3 separate regions of the Oryctolagus cuniculus genome follow, and all the other regions are linked to region 3. Evidence: chromatin contacts called from public Micro-C data. All regions are on one chromosome and are shown on one strand. The core of a region is the stretch at or near the end of the contact, and the rest is flanking DNA. Distances in the headings are between cores, read along the strand shown. Region 1 holds the start of ZNF131 (zinc finger protein 131). Region 2 holds the start of TMEM267 (transmembrane protein 267). Region 3 holds the start of HMGCS1 (3-hydroxy-3-methylglutaryl-CoA synthase 1).

Region 1 (3,675 bases), core at 1,089-3,588, 140 kb after region 3:
TTACTGCAAGCAGCCAAAACAGCCTTGTGAGCCTTAAAATGGTGTCCTACATTAAAAAAAAAAAAAAAAAGAAAATCAAACATATACACAAAAATCAAATGTGAAACTATAACCCAGAAGATTACATCAAGCAAAATAGATCTTTCTTCATAGTACCTACATAAATTATTGAACTAAAGTAAAAATATTTTTGGCAGGTATCTTGGCAGATTTTGATCTTAATTAGATGAAAACCAAATCTTTACTTCAAAAGCTTTATAAACTCAGTCTTCCAAAGGCCAGTTTAGGTAAACAGTCTAACACTTTCCGCTACCTTCAATTAACTAGTGAGAAGTATATCATACTGCTATATACAAAAATAAAAAACCACAAAATGTCATACATCATTTGGAAAGAAGGAAAAAAACACAGAATAAGCACAAAGCTGGATGCATCTGTGATAGGAAATATTTTAATGTGCCTAATATTTGTTAGTTTAATTTGTGACAGACCTGTAATAAACAAGACCTTGTCTCAAAAAGCTTACCTTCCCTAAACAGAAAAGGTATCATGCAGGACTTGCCTCCATTATAATGACAACTCCTAATTCTGGCAAGAACCCACTTTATTTTGGGGGCTCCCAAAGCTGATGTGAGTGCTGCGAAGGACTCTCTCACATTCTCCCAAGGGACTCCAGTGGGGGGACTCCTCAAAGCGGCTCACCCACAGGAGCTATATTAGCCAGACATGCTGTGACATCCTCCCAATCCCCAACGCCATCATTTTACACTCAAGTGTGCAAGGAGAAAAACTTCAACCGGCTCGAGGAGCAGCTAAAATGCGATGAACCCCACAATGTGTCGAAAGCAGGACTGGCCAACCAGCCTCCTGCAGCAGGACCTACGTGAGCAGTCGCTGACAAGTGCCCTCCAGTCCCAGCGCACACCCTGCACACTTTGGGAGGGAGTCACAGACGGTGGATTTAAAAAAAAAAAAAAAAAAAAAAAAGGCGGGTGGTGGAAGGGAAGAGACCGAAGCCCCAAATTCGCGCCGGTGCCCACTGCCCTACCCACCGTCGACAATCAGGGTGATGTCAGTAAAGCGGTCCTGCTCTCGCTGTTCATTCAATCGGTCCAGGATCATTTTATGATGTTCAGGGAACTCCTGAAGGCATTCCATCGTCTCTTCGGCCTCCATGGCCGTCGGGATGCTCTACAAAAGAGGAGCATGATAATGTACACCCATGAGGTCGGGCGGAGAAACAAAACCCCTAAAGCATAAAATTTATAAAAAAAAAAAAATGAAAAACAACACACAAAACCCCAGCAACGTGAAAGGGATGGGGGAGGGTGAGGGAAGAGAAGAGGAAGGCGAGGGAAGAAAGAAAGGCGAGCCCGAGTGGCCGCCGCGCGTTGGGGGCCGGAGCCGCGGCCGCGGGACTCCGAGCCTGACCTAATTGGAGTCGGGAGACGCGAGCTGGAGCGGGGTGGGCACAGCGCCGGAGGCTCCGGACGCCGGGGCGCGCAAGTCCGGCAAGGGAGGGGACCGGGCCGCCGCAGCGGCCCGCCAACGGCCCGCCGAGCCCTTCCGCCCAGCCCGGGTTCCCACCGTCCCCGGGACCCGGTCCGGCCCGCGGCCCACAACGACTCCCGGGTCGCCTCTCCCTCCCCCGCCCTCCCTCTTCTCCCCCGCCCCAACCGGGCCGGCACTCACACAGGGAAGGAGGAGCGCCCCGGGCCTGCGCGTCACTTACGTCGACGTCCTGCGTCACCGCGTCGGGCTCCGGCTGACGCGAACGCCTTCCGAGAGCGGGCCGAGGCAGGGAGGCGCCACGCCCCCAGAGCGCCCCTCCGTGGAGGGGCGGAGCCAACTCGGGATTTGGCGCTCGCCGAGGGCCAGGCCGCGCGTTCCCAAAGGAAATCGGGTTGCACTGGGGTTGGGCCCCAGCAGGGCCCAGCTGTCGGGGAAGCGGGGAGCTTAAGCCGCCGCCCTGCACCTTCCACCTCCCACCGCCCCTCACTTTACTCCAGGTGCCGGCGCTTCAGCCCGCGAGCTCAGGATAAAGTCGCCTACCGCGGCCCGGGCGTTTTAATCCGTGCCGCTCAGCCACGCCCCACCCCGCCCACTTTCCTCCCAGCCCGCGGTCGGCCCGCCTTACCTAGCTCGTGGTCCGCCCTCTCTTCTCTCTTTCCGTGCTCGCCCCCGCCGAGGCAAGGCTCGCCCCGCACCTCTCCCCGCGCCGCAGCTGCGACCCGCGCCCCATGGTCCCCGCATGAGCCGGGGCGCTCCCGCAGCTCGGGTCCAGCCGGTGTGCGTGCGCTCGCTCGGACGCGCCGGCGGCGGCGGCCACGGGCGCGAGCACGTTCGGGCCGCCGGGGACCTTCCTCCCCAGTGCCCGCCCTCGTCGCGCGGGGCCTGCGGCACGTGTTCGCTGGGTTGGGTACCTGGAACTGCTCAGAGTTGCTGATGCCCGGACTATACAGCGCCCCCACTCCGGCCTTAAAGAGACCCGTGACCCGTGACCCGTAATGACGGTGCGTGGCTGGCTCTTCCATTCACCTGGAGAAAGGCTTTTTGAGAATAATGTGGTAGTGGAGTTCTTTTCTCTAAAAGTCTCAAAACAGGGAGTGGAGAAAGCTGAAATAGCTACATGCAAGAGTGAAGGTGCTCATTACTTAAACACACGCATACTAAGGGTCAACACTGAGGCAGGCACTCGTTAAGGGGCCGGGAAATTAGCGATGGGCCAGGTGTCTGTGATTGCCACGTTGTTAATCTGGTAGATGGACATTTTGAACAGAAACTGTTTCTGTGCACTGCTGAGTGTTATGTGAAGAAACATAACCTGGGGGTCCTTGAAAGTCAGCGACCTGTAGGCAACCTGAGTGTTCTTAGCCAAGGGTACAGCACACGCAGAGAGGCACCGGGATGGCGGAATTCCCGGAACCGAAAGTCTGGCTAGAACAGACCCACAAGGGCCTTGCAAAAAGTTTAAGCATGGGGCTGGCACTGTGGCATAAAAGGTCAAGCGTCTGCCTGCTGCGCTGGCATCCTATATGGGTGGCCAGTTGGAGCCCTGGCTACTCCACTTCGGACCCAGTACCCTGCTAAAGTGCCTGGGAAAGCAGCAGAAGACAGCCCAAGTCCTTGGGCCCCTGCACCCACATGGGAGACGTGGAAATAGCTGTTAATAGTGTTAACCCGTTGTGCCACAGCGCTGGCCCCACGATTAACTTTTTATAAAGATTTATTTGTATGAAAGGCAGAGTCACAGAGAGGAGAGACAGAGAGAGATCGTCTATCTGCTTGCTCCCTCGCCAGCATAGCTGTAATGATCAGGGCCGGGCCAGGCCGAAGCCAGCAGTCTGGAACTCAATCCTGGTCTCCTTTGAGGGTGCAGGGGACCAAAGACTCTGGCCATATTCCACTGCTTTCCCAGGTGCACTTATCTATTTATTTATGTATGTATGTATTTTTAGATTTATTTATTTTGTAGAGAGAGAGAGCTCTTCCATCTGCTGGTTCACTCCTCAAATGACCACAATCGCTAGGGCTGGGCCAGGCTGAAGCCAGGAGCTAGTAGCTTCTTCCTGGTCTCCCACGTGGGTGGCAGGGGCCCAAGCACTTGGGCCATCCTCTGTATCTTTCCCAGGCCCATTAGCAGGCTGTGGCTTAACCCCCTCTGCCGCAATGCAG
Region 2 (3,766 bases), core at 995-3,494, 180 kb before region 3:
TTTACATGATTTATAAATTTTTAAAATACACATTTATATTAATAAAAGCTTTGGAAATTTTGGACTGCTTTAATTCTTCAATTTTATCAAAATGTCTTGTAAAGTTTTTTTTTAAGAATTATTTATTTATTTGAAAGTCAGAGTTATAGAGAAGAGGGAGAGACAAGAGTAATCTTCCATCTGCTGTTTCACTCCCCAGATGGCCGCAATGGCTGGGGCATGGTGGTGGGGGTGGGGGGCTGGGTAGGGAGTGGAGGGTGTTGGGGGTTGGGGTGTGCCCAAGCAGTGGCCATCTTCTGCTGCTTTTTCCAAGCCATTAGTGGGGAGCTGAATCATAAGTGGAACAGCCAGGACACAAACCAGCGTCCATACAGGCAGCGGGTTCACTCACTACACCACAATGCTGGTCCCTCTTGTAAAATTTTAAAGCTGTTGTTTTTATCTGTGGAGCAATCAATATAAATCTTCAAGTTTTTTTTTTTTTTTTAATATTTAGAATAGTGTATTTGCTCATTTGCTATTTAGTTTATCCAAATATTTTCCAATAGAACTGTGAAAGACAACTAGATCTCAGTGGGGAAAAAACTGACATAGGCAATAATACAAACTAAGAAGCACTTTAGCAAATATAACTGTCTCATGAACCAGATTCTCTCATTGTTTTTGAATATGAAAACTAAGTTAAGCTGAAAAATCTTGGGAGAAATTAGCTCACCAAAAGTGCTATTGTAAGTTTGTAATGAACAAAACCATACACCCAAAAAGACTTCAGGATTATACCAAATACAATTAGAAATGTTCTAACTTCTGATTTCTTTACAAGACCAAACTCTCCTCATGAAAAGGAAGAAGCAACTGAGGAAACCGGGAAGAAGCGGAAGTGTGATAGGTCAGGAGTGATCATGTCACTGAGTTGAATGGGCCTGATGCCCACTTCCGTTCCTCTCACAATGGGCTGCTTCACATTTCAAATCCCAACAGTATTTCCTCCCTACTACTTGACCAAAGTTAGCTTCTCCCAACTCTCATGACATCATCCTATTTATTTCCTTTACAGTACTTACTAGTCTGTCCAGCTATGTCTTACGGCTAGAACACGTGCTCCATAAATCACTCTGTAGCCTACCGCCTGAAACCACCGGATATGTACTGCTTAACGGAATCGCTGCCTTCAGGCAGTAGACTCGGCTACAGAGAAAAGAACACATCTGTTGTAGTTTAAAGGAGGCCATCTATGTTGGCCCTCCAGAAGGCATAGACTGAGTCATGTACTAAAAAGTTACTGCATTCAGACTGAGAAAATTTGTCTTTAACATGAATGAAAGCACTCAAGAGTTGTATTCAAAAACAAAGGCCTGCGCCGAGGCTAATTAGGCTAATCCTCCGCCTTGTGGCACCGGCACACAGGTTCTAGTCCCGGTCCGGGTGCGGGATTCTGTCCCGGTTGCTACTCTTCCAGGCCAGCTCTCTGCTGGGGCCTGGGAAGGCAGTGGAGGATGGTCCAAGTGCTTGGGCCCTGCACCCCATGGGAGACCAAGAGAAGCACCTGGCTTCTGGCTTCGGATCAGCGCTGTGCGCCAGCCGCGGCGCGCCGGCCGCAGTGCGCCAGCCGTGGCGGCCATTGGAGCGTGAACCAACGGCAAAAGGAAGACCTTTCTGTCTCTCTCTCTCACTATCCACTCTGTCAAAAAAAAAAAAAAAAAAAAAAAAAAAAAAAGTTGTATTCAGTGACGGGCGTGGCACAGTGGCTTACAACACCCACATCCCACTTGGAGTGCCAGTTCCGATCCTAGCTCCTCTGCTTTCCATCCAGCTTCCTGCCAATGGGCAGAAAATGGCCCAGTCTTGGCAGAAAAACATGTTACAAGAAAACAAGTTGAAGCGGTCACACATACCCCTTCCCAGGAAAGGCCCTTCTTTGGGAAGGCCCCTATCATAGGAAGGGGTTAAGAATGTTCCTCTGTGGGCTCTTAGGCCAGTGTATCCTAGAGCCAACCGCCAAACTAGAGGTCTCTCTGATTCTAGGTTAGCACGCACCACACCGAGGCAGGGAGATGGAATGGGACCCGGCCACCGTGCGATGACACAAGCTATCCGTGAGTCCAGTGAACTAGGATCAAACTACTCGGTCTGTAGACGCTTTTTCATCATGATAAAGTGTCACAGGCCTGTCACCGCTATCCCAACCTCCGCTCGCGCCGAGACAAAGAATTACCAAGAAATCCGCCAGGGGGCAGTGGAGCGCTACTGAGGAGCTTCCGGTCTGACAGGTCAGAGGGTCCCCCACCCCCGCCTGTGCCCTGAAGGACCCGATGAATGAAGCTGAAAATAGCTCTACAGCTTCGAACCCCGTGGCTCCTAGCTCCAGGGTCTGGAGTCTCGCCTGAGTCCCGCGTTCGGTGGCGCCATCCCCCCTCCCAGCTTCCCCGCCGCTCCTTGGGTGCCTCGTGGGGACGCGGGCGACTATGTGGCTCCGCGCTCGCTGAGCCAAGAAGCGTGTCCTCGGATTTGAGAAAAAGAAACCCAACGAGGCGCTTTTAGTTCTCACCCCGCCATCCCAAGGTTCCTCTGAATGCGGGAAGGAACTCGCTACCTACAAGTTCCACCGACGCCTACTCAGGTATCGCTTTCTACGAGGACGGGGGACACTATCCCGGCGTGCTCTCGCCGACGCTGCGGGCTGGAGCCGCTCTGGCCGGCGCCCTGCGTCTCTATGGTGCGGGCCCGGGGGGGGGGGGGCGGAGGAGAGGGGCGTGGCTGCTGCTGGCGGTGCGGCTCGCTCCAGTCGTAAGAAGCGAGGGTGGGTACGGCTGCGTTCCGCCCGGGGGTGGGGCGGGCGGAGAGTGGACGCGGCCCGTGGCCTCCGGGGGCAGGCCGGAGGCTGGGACCACGGGAGTCTGAAGTCTGGAAGGTCCGCGTTGCGGGTGGGGATGGTGTCCTCCGGGAACCGGAGCAAGTGGGATGTGCGTGGCCTGTGGGCCGGCAGCGTCCGCTTTGCCGGGGGCTGCGCGTCGCCTCGAAACCGCCTTCCAGGTCCCCTAGATTCCCAGCCCCCTCCTAGGCTCCGCGGTGCCGGCGTTTCCCTGGCCCCGGGGCCGGGGTCCGGCGTCGGCCGCAGGACCCATTGCTGTCCTCGACAGGTGTAAGAACCCCGTCGCGCCCCGGATCTGTAGAGGTCTCAGTGCTGTGCTGCGTTACGTGGGCCCTTCCCTCAAGACAGGAGCGCTTTCTGCCCCGCTTTTTAAAAGCTGACACTTTAAAGCTATCGCATCGTCTCAGAAACATGTTGCGATTCAGGACTGTATATGTTTTATTCGTGAGGGTCATAGGAACTAAACATTTTGTGTGCGGAGAGCTGATGGCTGTGAAAAGTTTCAGGGAAGGTGAGCAAGATTGGCGTCTCCTTCCCCTGCCAGTTGGCTGCGTTACACTTGGCGTCTTGGCATTAAGAAATTAAACAGAGGAAGTTTCACCACAACTGCAGTTCGGCAAACAGGACTTATTTGTAAAGCAGCGTAAAGGCAGGTTGTGGACTTCGGACTGCTTTTACCGCAGACATTCTGTCACTAGTGAGATTTGTGGGGAGGGGGCAATGCTGAAGCAGAAAATGACGTCTGCCTTGGGAATCTGTTAACTCTTATTTGTTTTGGCAGAAACAAGGTCTAAGAGATTATTACCAACTAATTCGTGATAGCGTGTAATTAGAGACTAGGTAATTATGTGTATGTAGAGTTAAGGAACGGAGGGATTGCTTCTGTGTACACTC
Region 3 (3,641 bases), core at 939-3,438:
CTTGCGTCCACTGGTTCATTCCCCAAAGGGCCACAATGGCCAGGGCTGGACCAGGCTGAAACCAGGAGCCTGGTACTTCATCAAGGTCTCTCTCCCAGGTTGGTGGCAAGGGGCCCAAGCACATGGGCCATCTTCCGCTGCTTTGGTAGGGAGCTAGATCAGAAATTGTTCAGCTGTGACTTAAACTCGTGCTCATATGGGATGCCGTCATTACAGGCAGTGGCAGCTTGCAGTGCCGGCATCCCATATGGGCGCCGGTTCACCTGCTGGCTAATGCCAGCCATTATAAACTAGTTACTTCATGCAGGTATGAAATGACACTGACTCTGGAGCAGAATGAATATCATTGGCAATACTGTGGCATGATCAGGATGACTGAGTGGTCTTCTTGTCCACACAGCACCACTTCACTGTAATTCCACTTCTAACATATTTTGCCACTTAGAAGCTAAGAATGTCTCCTAACAGGTTCGCCTCTTTGGTGGATAATACATTTCACATAACAGCAGTTAAGTGAAGCAGAGTATGCTCAGTGACCCCCTATCAATCATAATCCTAGGCAGTCATGAAACTGAGATGGGGACAGATAAACAACTCTGAACCTTCCTCATTGTTAGGAAAATGGCTCAGTCTTATCTATGGCGCGATCTACACCCTGACACCCCCACCGCCACTGCTGGAAGCCAGGTGGCCACATGGCCCAACCACGGGTGTCAAGCTCCACCCTCATCCTAATGGGATTCGCTGCTCCTGCTTCCCTGCCTGCCTTCAGGCAAAGTTTTAAAAGGACCTGTTCCTGAACACGTGGCTCTCTCTTGCTCTCTCACTCTCCTCTCTCTCGTCTCCTCTAGTCTTCTCTCTCGCTCTCTCTCCCCTCTCCTCTCTCTCCCTCTCTCCCTCCATCTCCTGACCCCCCCCCCCTCTCTCTCTCTCTCGATCTCTCTTACGCTTTCCTTCTCCCTCTTTCTCCTTCCTTGCCCCTTCCCTCTGGTCTGCTGGGTTTTCTCCAATAAACCCTTTCCCTTACTCTGGTGTCCGGTGTTTTGTGGCAGCCTTATGCTCATGGCCCCCCATCAAAGCTAAATATTGTACTTTCTTTATCTGACAAGGAGACCAATTGGAAGGCAGAAATTGTCCTCCTTGGGATTTCCCCCATGGAAGGTGTCCGGCGCGTAACAAATCTTCCCAGGCAGATGAATCAATTAATTCACAAGCTTTTATTGGGCAACAGAGCGGGGCCGGGAAGTCACGTGTCAGAAGTTGGGAGGCCTCCTTTTATAGATACTGGGCGTGGGGGTTAAAGGTTGAGGCAGGTCTGAGCCTCATTGGTTGACTTTTAGGCACCTGTGGGGACTCTCCATTTCCGGAAGTGTAGGCCTTCTCTCCTTGCGTTTCCCAAAGCTACCACCCCAGTAGTCTTTCGCTGATTTTCTCTGGCTTGAATCACTCTTCTCTTGTCTGAGGGAGCAAGGTTTTCCTTATACTATGGATTTGCTGAGAATTATGAGGCCCATTCCTACTCTCAATAGCCTTTCACTTCGCATCTACCACCTGTCAAGCTCAGAAGAGAGTGAGGAAAATGGAGTTCCTTCTCTCAGAGTGGATGGCCTAGCAAAAGTGCTTGAACAGGAGATCAGTTTCCCTCCTTCTTCTCAGGCAAAGCACCCTCCTAACTGATGCCTACCCCCTAAAATATCTTGTTTTAGGTTTATCCAGGGAGAATTTTCTCCATAGCAATTTCTTTAAAAGTCAAGGTAGTTTTACACAGAGAAGGCAATAACTGGGTATTTACAAATCTGGTACGTGGAATATTTTAAAATTCCAGGTGAAGTACTCTGCTCCAATTTGTAATCTAGGCACACTTTGCTGCTTCGGAAACTGGAAAATGTTAAGATTTAATTCAAATCTAGTATTTGAGAACCCTCACAGGTGAAACCTAGCTCTGGTTGCTAGGCAACCCGACAGACTCTCCAGCAGGGACCAACTCACCTCCCACACTTGACCATCTCTCCCCAGCGGTGGGACGCGGAGTCCCCATTGGCCCGCGTCTCCTCTCACTGAGCTGCAATTGGTCGGAGAACCTCTCACTCCGCGCCGGTTGGCTCTCGCCGTCTCTCGCCGCTCTGTCATTGGCAGGCGGGCTCTCGGGCCACCGCACGTCACTCTCTCACCCCACTGCCTCGGCCTTCCGACTTTGTCCCCGCCCTCTCCCCCGCCCTTCCAGCCACGAGGGAAAACCCTAGCGAGTCACCGCCTCTAGTGTCCTTCCTATTGGTAGACACTGGATTAGGGGGCGGGAGCTGTTGGGCTACTCTGCCGGCCCCGATTGGTCGCTACAGTGTTTGTCCCGCCTCCCACTGACTCCCGGCGGTGCCGGGGCCGGGCGGATCGGCGGCTATAAAGCTGGTGGCAAAGGGGAGGCGCCGCGTTCTGTTCTTTCGCAGCTCGCTTCCTTTCCTCGGCCACTGCCCAGTCACGTTTGGGTGAGTGTCCTGAGCAGGGGAGGAGAGCTGGCTGCTGAGGCGCCGCGGGCGGGGTGTGGGCCGGGCGGAGGCGGTGTCCTTGACTAGGCCCGAGAGAGCTTGGGCTGCGGGTGAGGGCGAAGGCGTGGACCTGGCCCACGAGGACGGGGCGCCGTGGATGGGGGCCGTGCGGTGCCTCACTTGCCGGGGACGTGGGGCGGGCAAATGCGAGTCTGAGGAGGGGTCGAGGGCACCGATGGGGCCGGCGAGTGGCGGGGACGAGAAGGTGGAAGGGCGTTGAGGGCAGAGTGTTCTGATGACTTAGCCCGGAGCTGGAGGTGCCGGGGTGGTGGCCGCGACCTCCAGGAGGGTGCAGGGCGGCTGCTGAGGGATGGGGAAGGACAGACTGAGATGCAGCCTCGCAGGCTGGCAGGGGCGTGTCCCGCCACTGCCACGCAGGGCTGACGGCAGTGCTTGTCTTCCCCAGCCAAGAAAGCATCACAGCCGTGGTGTAGACCCGGGGCTCTGGACAGCGAAGGCCTGCTGCTTCAGACCGCACAAATCCCTGTCTCCCGCCTTTCGCTTTCCTCCCTTCTGCCTTCTCTCTCTCTCTTTCTAATGTCCACCTTTTAAAAATAGGTTTTCTCGGTATCCTGAATTCCAGCACCTTCCTCCTTGCCAGTGGCTCCAGGACCAGCCGTGGGTGATGTAATGAGCAGGCATCCACAGAGCCCACACACAAATAGGCTTTAGGTGAGACCAAGGACATTTCAGAGTCTTTGAAATGTGTCTTGCTTGAGCAGTGGTTGAGAAAAGATTACTTTGACCCACTTTGGAGGAGGGATTTGGATTTGGGGAGCAGGTAATGTGAGGTTGTCCCTGCTTTCCCCTATGGCCAAGGCCTTAGGTCACCACTAACTTCTCCTTGTCCGTTCCTGCCTCAGCCCCTCCCTCCTGCTGATGCTGTGTCTTGCCAACCTGCTGCAGTAGGGTGATGTGTTCTGAGTGCTGCTAACTAAACATTTATTCAGTTTCAGGGATGAATTATGACAAACACAGGCAATATAAACATACAAAGAGACAAATGCAAGTGCTTTACATATGTTTTACATACGTTTCTCTCTGAGATGGGTTTTAGACTTTATTGCATGGATTCTATTAAGTGAGAGGCAGATTGAA

The links. A called contact is a pair of places that touch in the nucleus more often than the background predicts.
Region 1: a Micro-C map of ear pinna shows a contact between it and region 3, with 5 times the contacts expected there. The contact joins the promoter of ZNF131 here to the promoter of HMGCS1 in region 3. A contact is called at or near these places in 2 of 6 Hi-C or Micro-C datasets (ear pinna and an unstated tissue).
Region 2: a contact with region 3 is called in a Micro-C map of ear pinna, with 7 times the contacts expected there. The contact joins the promoter of TMEM267 here to the promoter of HMGCS1 in region 3. A contact is called at or near these places in 2 of 6 Hi-C or Micro-C datasets (ear pinna and an unstated tissue).

Annotation. Positions count from the first base shown.
Region 1 is chr14:68,681,995-68,685,669 of mOryCun1.1, reverse strand. ZNF131 (zinc finger protein 131) reads right to left here and starts at 2,338. Exons shown (of 6, transcript XM_051853504.2): 1 at 2,138-2,338; 2 at 1,053-1,191. The coding sequence starts at 1,176. It also overlaps the pseudogene LOC108177251.
Region 2 is chr14:69,002,628-69,006,393 of mOryCun1.1, reverse strand. It overlaps TMEM267 (transmembrane protein 267), which reads left to right and starts at 2,244. Exons shown (of 4, transcript XM_008262169.4): 1 at 2,244-2,620. C14H5orf34 (chromosome 14 C5orf34 homolog) reads left to right here. Exons shown (of 13, transcript XM_070056700.1): 13 at 2,026-2,088.
Region 3 is chr14:68,820,928-68,824,568 of mOryCun1.1, reverse strand. HMGCS1 (3-hydroxy-3-methylglutaryl-CoA synthase 1) reads left to right here and starts at 2,188. Exons shown (of 11, transcript XM_002714013.5): 1 at 2,188-2,483.